Linked DNA regions of Mus musculus: all the other regions are linked to region 2. A link is a contact called in public HiChIP or PLAC-seq data. All regions are on one chromosome and are shown on one strand. Each heading gives the region's core, a stretch centred on a gene start, on an enhancer-like site or on the middle of the called end of the contact. The rest is flanking DNA. Distances are from core to core; before and after follow the strand shown. Region 1 overlaps Akap6 (A kinase (PRKA) anchor protein 6). Region 2 overlaps Npas3 (neuronal PAS domain protein 3). Region 3 overlaps Akap6 (A kinase (PRKA) anchor protein 6).

The links. HiChIP or PLAC-seq counts read pairs in DNA pulled down with a chosen protein or histone mark.
Region 1: a contact with region 2 is called in an H3K27ac HiChIP or PLAC-seq map of stem cell-derived neural progenitor cells, with 4 times the contacts expected there. The contact joins two enhancer-like sites. A contact is called at or near these places in 1 of 15 datasets of contacts at CTCF or cohesin (the NIH/3T3 cell line), 7 of 484 Hi-C or Micro-C datasets (adipose-derived mesenchymal stem cells, cerebral cortex, cortical neurons and 3 more) and 5 of 115 datasets of contacts at active chromatin or transcription factors (the NIH/3T3 cell line, embryonic basal ganglia, embryonic stem cells and 1 more).
Region 3: a contact with region 2 is called in an H3K27ac HiChIP or PLAC-seq map of stem cell-derived neural progenitor cells, with 4 times the contacts expected there. The contact joins two enhancer-like sites. A contact is called at or near these places in 1 of 484 Hi-C or Micro-C datasets (neural progenitor cells), 3 of 115 datasets of contacts at active chromatin or transcription factors (embryonic basal ganglia and stem cell-derived neural progenitor cells) and 1 of 9 other capture datasets (embryonic stem cells).

What each region holds. Positions count from the first base shown.
Region 1 is chr12:53,145,432-53,148,131 of GRCm38.p6, reverse strand. Akap6 (A kinase (PRKA) anchor protein 6) reads right to left here. Exons shown (of 14, transcript NM_198111.2): 14 at 1-321. Among named protein-coding and RNA genes, the nearest start is that of Npas3, 100 kb to the left of the region's middle. Within about 2 kb of position 1,376, at least 80 of the 459 cell types and tissues checked have an H3K27ac peak or open chromatin away from gene starts, as enhancers often do. A contact at or near this core is called in neural progenitor cells and stem cell-derived neural progenitor cells, where this site is marked.
Region 2 is chr12:54,051,839-54,054,538 of GRCm38.p6, reverse strand. All of the region lies in intron 9 of Npas3 (neuronal PAS domain protein 3), which reads right to left. Among named protein-coding and RNA genes, the nearest start is that of Gm35818, 89 kb to the left of the region's middle. Within about 2 kb of position 1,443, at least 11 of the 459 cell types and tissues checked have an H3K27ac peak or open chromatin away from gene starts, as enhancers often do. A contact at or near this core is called in embryonic basal ganglia, neural progenitor cells and stem cell-derived neural progenitor cells, where this site is marked.
Region 3 is chr12:53,123,483-53,126,182 of GRCm38.p6, reverse strand. All of the region lies in intron 12 of Akap6 (A kinase (PRKA) anchor protein 6), which reads right to left. Among named protein-coding and RNA genes, the nearest start is that of Npas3, 120 kb to the left of the region's middle. Within about 2 kb of position 1,327, at least 44 of the 459 cell types and tissues checked have an H3K27ac peak or open chromatin away from gene starts, as enhancers often do. A contact at or near this core is called in embryonic basal ganglia, neural progenitor cells and stem cell-derived neural progenitor cells, where this site is marked.

The DNA of each region.
Region 1 (2,700 bases), core at 127-2,626, 910 kb after region 2:
ACCATCAATTTGGTGAACTGCAGAGCTTTAAAAGGAGGAGGGAGGAGAGAGGGAAAATAGAAGTCTTGCTGGAGAGAGGGTTGCCAGAGGTAGCTTGGGACAGGAATCCACGGGAGAACAAGCAGCTTTGAGGAACTAAGACGATCACCTAAGAGGAGCAATGCACACATCCATATCGGGAGGCCCACGTGGACAGACCGCATTCAGAAGGAAGGTTCGTCTTCAGGAAGTCAACGTGGCAGGAGGCAGTGATGATAACAGGATGGAACCCAAGACCAGCCCAGGGTGGGTCAGGCCAGCCCCGAGCTTCAGCCAGGCTATCTACAGGAAAGAAAACGGTGACAGGGAAAGGTGTCAGCAATGGCTGTTACTCGCAGGATGAAGCCCTTTCTGGAAGCTGCCTGGGGAGGGGAAATCATCTGCTAGCGATCTGAGATGAGAAGTTATGAAATGTGACTTTCACTAGCTCAGAACACACAAACACATTTTCAGTTCAGTAAGTTATATAGATGCCTTAGTATGTTCATATGTTTTCAAAAAAAAAAAAAGAAAAATCAAGCACATGATCTTTTCTCTGGGTCGTCAATTCATCTATTCTTCTGGGGATGGTCTCAATTTTATCAAGTTCTTTTAAAAAAACCCATAAGAAAATATCAGGTAGTCAGTACCAAAGAATGCAACGATGTACGAACACAAGCCAGGAGATACCTGGCTCCCAGGCTGACACTTCCTCCACTGGTCTGCGTGGGACGTTCTATTATAGAGCGGTGGAACACTCACAACATTATGATGACCCCTAAAGCTTTCGGTCCTTACCTAGGAAAGGGTATAATTAGAATTCACCACTCAACTATCACCGTGCTTCATTTTAGGTCCAGGAAACTGAACTGACTCAATTCTCTCTGTATGTGTGATGATTTGGTACAAATTTCTTCCAAGCTCATTCTGTCCTACTTATTTCTAAATGGCTACAAAAACTGATCAAATCTGAGAGACAACCAAATTCCAGGATACAAAGTACTTTCAGTTCTCAGACCAGCTCTCAAATAAAGCAGGTCTCTGCCTGCTTGAGTTTAATCTAAATTCCGAAGTGCTCTATCAGGGTATTCCCTCCCCCTCGACCTCTTAGAAGCAAATATTCTTCCGTGTCTTCCTGTCTCTTTCTATAAACTTACAACTTCATGCACAAGTCAGAAAAAGTTTTCCAACCGTAGTTCCACCACAGTCAAACAGGATGTTGAGAAGATACGGGAAGTTAACAGGGATGGGGGAGACAGATAGAGGCAGATGGAACAAAATTTGGTACAGTAAAATAATGCAGTAATTCAAGAAAGCACAGGGAAGCATTGCTCACATGCTGAGGATGTGACTCATCGGGAATCTGCCGCTGTGCTGCGCAAGGGAATCCTCCGGTGAAGCCAATCCCATCTTAGTAAAGAGCTGGCATTTGAATGAATTCCCTCCGGGTAATCAATCCTTTCAATTTGGCACACTTGGGAACAAGTCAGGCCAAATGGGCTCAAGCCCAAATCCTCTCTCTCTCTCTCTCTCTCTTTCTCTCTCTCTCTCTCTGTGTGTGTGTGTGTGTGTGTGTGTGTAAGAGAGGGAGGGGAGACAGAGTGAGAGTGAGACAGAGCGAGAGTGAGACAGACAGACAGACAGACAGACAGACAGACAGAGACTGACTTTATCCAATAAAATCTTTATATAGCCTAGCAAGTTATTCAGAAGTGCCCAATTATTATCCAGCAGAAGCTTGGGTTACAAAGGTGATTTAAAGGTAAATGTTATAGACACGTGTAGTGTCGAGAGAAGGAATAATATACAAACCCTCAATGGAGTTTCCTAGAGCTGCTTAGCCAGCCTTGGGAAACCCCAGTGTCAGCCCAGTAAGAGAATGAGAGGTTGTGTGTGGTGAGAAGTGTCGGCTCCAACCATTTTCCCAACTTATAAAAGCTGCGCTGCACTCTAAATTGTGTTAACAGCTATCAACACAAGTAGTCATCTCAAACCGAAAACTCTGTGGCCACCATTACTCATATAGACTGATGAAGTAGGCAAAACAATGAAACTAAGACCAAAAGAAGTAATCACACACACACACACACACACACACACACACACACCCTTAAACCATTAGATGAACAAGGAGAAAACACGAAACTACACACTGGCTGGATGCGAGGAGTTAACTTTTTACACTGCAGACTTTATCCAGCCTGAAATTTAGGGTTAAACCATTCATCAAAGATCACAGGCTTATGATCAGGGTTATGAAGAAATAACTGTCAGAATACAGCAAAAAAGATTAGTGCAAACTACATTTCTTAGGCCCTAGGAGGAATTCCAGACCTACACCACGTGCTCTCTCCAAATTAGGCAGGAAGAGCTGGATCTAGCCAGTTACCTCCCCTTTGATGTGATTCTAACTGGCCTCTCCATTTTCACACAGATGGATACAGTGAAGAGTCGAGCAGTGTGCTGGAAGTACGTGCAAACGCACCACTGTTAGGCCACAGCAAATCTTCTCAGATGAGTTCAGAGGTTTTTAATTAGAACACAGTAGATAAAATAATTTTCAGAACTCTTTGAAAAGAATCTGTTCTGGTTGCAGACTATCTGCCTGGTTCTAAACACATTGTAAACACGTTCGAATGGACTTGTAGTCATTTCATCTGATAATCTATTTCTGGGAAAAGA
Region 2 (2,700 bases), core at 194-2,693:
TCTTCATTGTATGTTATATATTCAGAGTTGGCTGTCTCACGCTATCTTCCCCACCAGTATGTAAGCTTGGATGCCTTATTTTTAAATCTCCTAGTAATACCACAAGGTGTCGTATATGGTAAAAGTAGTCAGAAATGTTACATGAAGGAGAACAGGGAAAATATCCCTACTCTTATTCACACATGTAATAAAGTATTCATAGGAAAATATTACCCTGGGGAGAAACATCAAAGATTTCCTTTTCCTTCCTAAGCTAGACATCGTTACTTTTAATATAGTGTGTGTGCATGCGAGTATACCATGGACACGGGCTGCCTGCACAGGTCCCTGAAACTGGAGTTGCAGATAGGTTTTAGCCACCCTGGGTGCTGGGAACTAATCCCAGGTCCTCTGCAAAAGGAGCAAATTTATTTATTTATTTATTTATTTATTTATTTCCACCGAGCCATCTCTCCGGTTCTAGTTTATATCATTTTTAAAAAGTCAAGTTTATCAGATAATTATACACTCGTTTCATTTGAACATTGATTGAGATACCTTCAATCAGTGTGCTTACGTGCCACTATCATCAACGAAATCACTCCAACTCTAGAGGAAAAGGAACTTGAGCTGATTAGTTGGTTTGTGTTGACTCCTAAATGCCAGCCTGGTCAGCATTGCTCAGTCTTCACACTGAAGGGAGTTGGCAAGCGATCGTGGACTTACAAACCCTGGGCTCTGATTCAGTATATTTGGCATGGGCCTGAAGCAGTACATGTGTGCAAGCTCTTTGCACATGTCCACACTGCTCATGAACAGGCTGACACCCGAGACAAGCACTCGACTGGTGAGCAGTCCCACTTGCTGGCTTTGCTCTATGTACTTGCCTGCCATGGACTTGAAAAGCCCAAAATCAACACTTGCCTCAAGAAGAAAGATACAAACTACTAACCCTAATTCATTCCTGCCTAGAAACCCGGTGCTTTCTTGCCGGCCTGTGGCAGTGTCTGCGGCTAAGGAACAGACAATGTAGATCCACTTGGCTTTCGGGAGAAAGGCAGCTGTGGTAGCTATTCACTGTGTTTTCTTCCATGGGAATTTTCATATTCATAAGGGAGAAGAGAAAAAAAAATCACTCACTTTGGGAAAAAGTCCAGGCAATGGCCAGGTTGTAGCAAAATCCCTGAAGACCCAACCCAGAGGAAGCACTGAGATGAGTGAACAGTGGAGATCCCCTAGTGCAATCTGTCGTTGGCCCACCCATCAAACTTTATTCCTTCCTGTCTTCCCTCACTTGCCTCTCCCTTTCCTGTGAGCTATGGCTGCATACCCAAATCAACAATTAAATTCCCCCTTTGTTTGTGTGGCAGATGACAAATGCATGGAGGACATCTTGTGTTGCCTAGGCAGGCAGGGCACTTACTTTGATTGATGTTCAGTTGTAGAAAAAAATGAGCTGGGAAGGAATTACAATGGAGGGCCTGCAGACTGGAAGGGGATATACTAATTAGTCCTGCATTAAGCAGTCTGCTTGCATTTGGCGATGAGACGCCTTCAGGAGGGAAGTGTAGGGGTTATTGATGCAAAACAGCATGGAATGCATTATGCCAGGTAGCTGTATAGTCACGTTGCTAAAAAATGTATTAAGAAGCAAGCAGTATGGCTACCGTGTGTTGCTTGAACACTCGCCCTTAAGTATAGTGGGTCAGCCACCCGTTTTATTTCCACTTGGTCCTGTAGGCAACAGGGCAGGCCTTTTGTTTCTCTGGAAAGGCATTTGGAGGTTTTGTCATCCTGGAGGGGAAGCAGCCACTGTCTGTAGCTCACGCTTTCTTTCTTTGAATCCCACTGCAGAGTCATTGAGTGTTGCCGGTGGAACACGATGTCACCAGGTGAAAGAAAGACAAGTCTCTTGTCTCTCCGTAAGGTTTTAGAGAGTTGTTGATCTGACCTAGGAAGAACCCTAGGGGCTGGATCAAGAAAACAGCTCAGACTCTAGGCGAAGGCTTCATCAGTAGCAATAAAGACAAATGCCAAGCATATGCCTGCATGTGGCTTAGCCGTCCATGCTTTAGGTTATAGGCAGACAGAGTGCTGTGTGCTGAAACATCGTATAATTCAAGGGTGACCCAGGTGCTCTTAGGTAGCTGGAACAGGTGATCTAGGGGACATGAATGGTCATCTCCAGGTTACGGTCTCCTGAGCAATGGAAGACGAGAGGGCAGTGCAGAGAGAAAGGTCCCCAAATAATCACTGCCATATGCAGTTTAAAATTCAAACCCTGAAATGGTGATTTAGCCAATTTGACCTGAAGAACCAACGAAACTGGGCTTAATGAAAAGAAGTCACAGAGGTCTTTTGTCACAGTGGGAAATAAACAGACTTGAAACTCCCTTGACTTTCAAGCCATGGTCACTAGGGAGACTAAACGTGCACTCCTGGTAATCCTCCTGCCTCAGCCTCTCCACAGGGATGTCAGATGCAAGTCACCAAGCCTTGCTAACAATGTGACACTGTAGGTGGAGATCTATCTAGCTAACACCAGGTACCTTGAACCGGCCCAGTGGGAGGCAGGTGGCCTTGTGTTCTCCGTGTCCTTTCAGAGTCATGAGATCCTGGTGCAGCGGAAGATCTCTCTTTACTTTTCTGATTCTAGGGACACGTTCATTTATGGATTTACAGGCACCTATGCTGAGAAGAGATGCCAATGATAAAGGCAGG
Region 3 (2,700 bases), core at 78-2,577, 930 kb after region 2:
GTCCTGGGTCTTGTGGTTTGGATATAAAAAGGTCTGAGGGTTGAAAGCTTATTCCTCAGCTGGCGGCAGGAAAGTAAATGGGTCATCATGAGGATCCGAACCTCATTACTGGGTTGACCCACCGGGAATGGAGGGAGAGCCTCTCTGGTGGGAGGAAGTCACGGGGGACTTGTTTCTGAAGGCTGTATCTTTTTCTCTCCACTTCCTGCCTTCCGTGAACTGGGCTGCTTTGCTCTCCCACGAGTTCCCAGTCCGGATGTTCTATCTTACCTGGCCCAAAAGCAGTGGAGCCAATCGTATCTGATCAGAAACCTACGAAACTGTGAACCAACGAGTTCCTTCCCCTGCAATTGATTCATTCCAGTGTTCTGTCGTAGCAACAAAAGTGGAGGCTCCCAGTCCGATTTTACATGTCAGCACAGTAACAGAAAGCAGAGATTTCTATGTCAAGGAAATAATAATTTAAACCCAGAGAAAATTAGATTACATATAAATTTATTTTGTAAAAGAAAAATAAAATGCACTCTTTAGGGGTTAGGGTGTATTTAATTTCCCCCCTTTTGGGCTAACTATAACTAAGTGCTCTAAGTTGTTCGAATGTGGCTCCTTAGGAGGGCTACCTACAGAATACACTGAGTTCATACTACACATAAGCAAGACTCTGGGCTGCCAGCAGGGCTAATTACCTACACCAAACCTGCTGGCTTCACTCCCTTAAGGCCGTTGGCAATGCAGCCTTTGTGGCTGGAGTCTCTGCTGTGCTTGCATTCAGTGTGTTAGAGAGCATTTTATATTACACGGATCCTGGTGGTTGCTTTTTCGTTAATACATTGGAAGTAATCAGAAACATACATATAATTCCAGATGATCTCCACCTCTGACCAGATCAGCCATAGTTTCCAAAGGACTTCCTTGTAAGCTGTGCTATTGGGGACCACCAGGGACATCCAGATGGATAGAGATTCCTTGTGTTATTCCTGCAGAGAGCTCCCATATTAAATTGACAGAGCTGTCACTTTTTTCCTCAACACCTAAAGTCCCCTCCTTCACCAGATTAATCATTTTGCTTAGTTGTTTAGCAAAGTACTAGGTGAGCTGTGACTCCATAAACTTTAGGAGCTCATTTATTATGTTGCCTGATCAGAGCTTACATTTATTTACACAGTGTACCCATAAAAACCTAGCTTTCATTAGTGCTGGGAGAAACTGCCCTGCTCTCCTCACTGGGGAAGGTGAAGCTGGAGAAGATAATTAGCCATGAAACAATAAGGAGGCTTGCTGGGTAAGCAGTAGTGTGAAAACAGTTACTCCTCACAAAAGAGGGGAAATTAGCTTGCTGGATAAAAAAGGAAGTGTCAGATTGAAGACTGAAAGGCCTGCCAACAGAAGTAGATAGCTCTATGCATCATTAATGAAATTTTTTAACACTTAAACGCCACAGCTGTCCACATTTAAATGCATGTATATGCCATGTGTTTCCAAAGATTAATATGCATGCTAAAATATTTCTTTCCTCCTTAAACTTCTACATGGTGTCTCTGTCTATCTCATTTCACCTATTTTCTTTCCAAGAATCAAAATGCACCAGCTTTCTCAACGTTGTGCCCTCGCTTCCAAAGCCCACATACGCCATGCATCCCGGAGATGGGCAGTGTGCTCATTATATTTTAACAAACACATTATTTTACATTCATAATACCGCTATTTTAGTAAACAGCGAGTTTGTTTTGATTTTTCTGCTTCACAGAGTGAGGACTTATGATGTGCGTTTCCTTTCAAAACTTCCTCCTGGAGCACCAGCGCTCCCTGAAGCAGCCCCGTTTTTGGCAGAAATTCAGTTCTGTGCAGTGCCAAAAGAAATAGAATCAACAAACACTGCTCCATGCAGCTGGCGAGATCATTTACATATTACTGCACACCAAACATGAAGACCTGAATATGGATTAGGGCTCCTGTGATGACACAAATGTCATATAGATAAAGAAAAACAAAATCCAACACATCGTTGTTTATTTTGCCATTGCTACTGTATGAGTGCTGTTAAGGGAAAAAAAAGGGGGGGGGGTGGCTGCATTTTGAAAATTGGCCTCCTTTCTCTATGTGAAGTGGGCTCTTTCTAACTAATGCAAGAAAAGAAGGAAGCAGAGAGGCATGAGTCGGACCCCTCGCATCCTCCCGGTTTGCTTTGTCAGTTAAAACAGTTTTAATGTCCTTGGTTTAGATGTGGTGGATTGGTGATCTTACAAGAATCCTTTAAAAATCCTTTAAAATGCAAAGCTACCTGAATCCCCATCTAGCCCCTTCTCCACCTTGATTATTTCAGACTAAAACTGAGTTCTTCAATTGGGTTGCAGTCCCTGGTAGGGGGTGGAAGTGAAGGTCCAGTAAAGATGCTTCAAGAAGTACACCATGTGCAGTGGGAGGAATTGCCTAGCATCCTTAGCTGATATGTTTTGGTCCTCATCTCTGCACATGAAGCAGGTTGCATCCGGTTGACTCTTTTAAATCTCAGTGAGATGGGTGGCCTAGGGAAGAGGATAGGTATTGCTGCAACTCTTTTCCCCATCCCCAGCCTTGGGGAAAGCAAATGCTGTAAGAAGAGCCAACAAAGGTGATGCGGATAAAGATGATCGGGAATGGATGAGGGATAAAGGGAATATAAGACACTTTGTTCCCCATCATATTAAAATTCTTTATCCC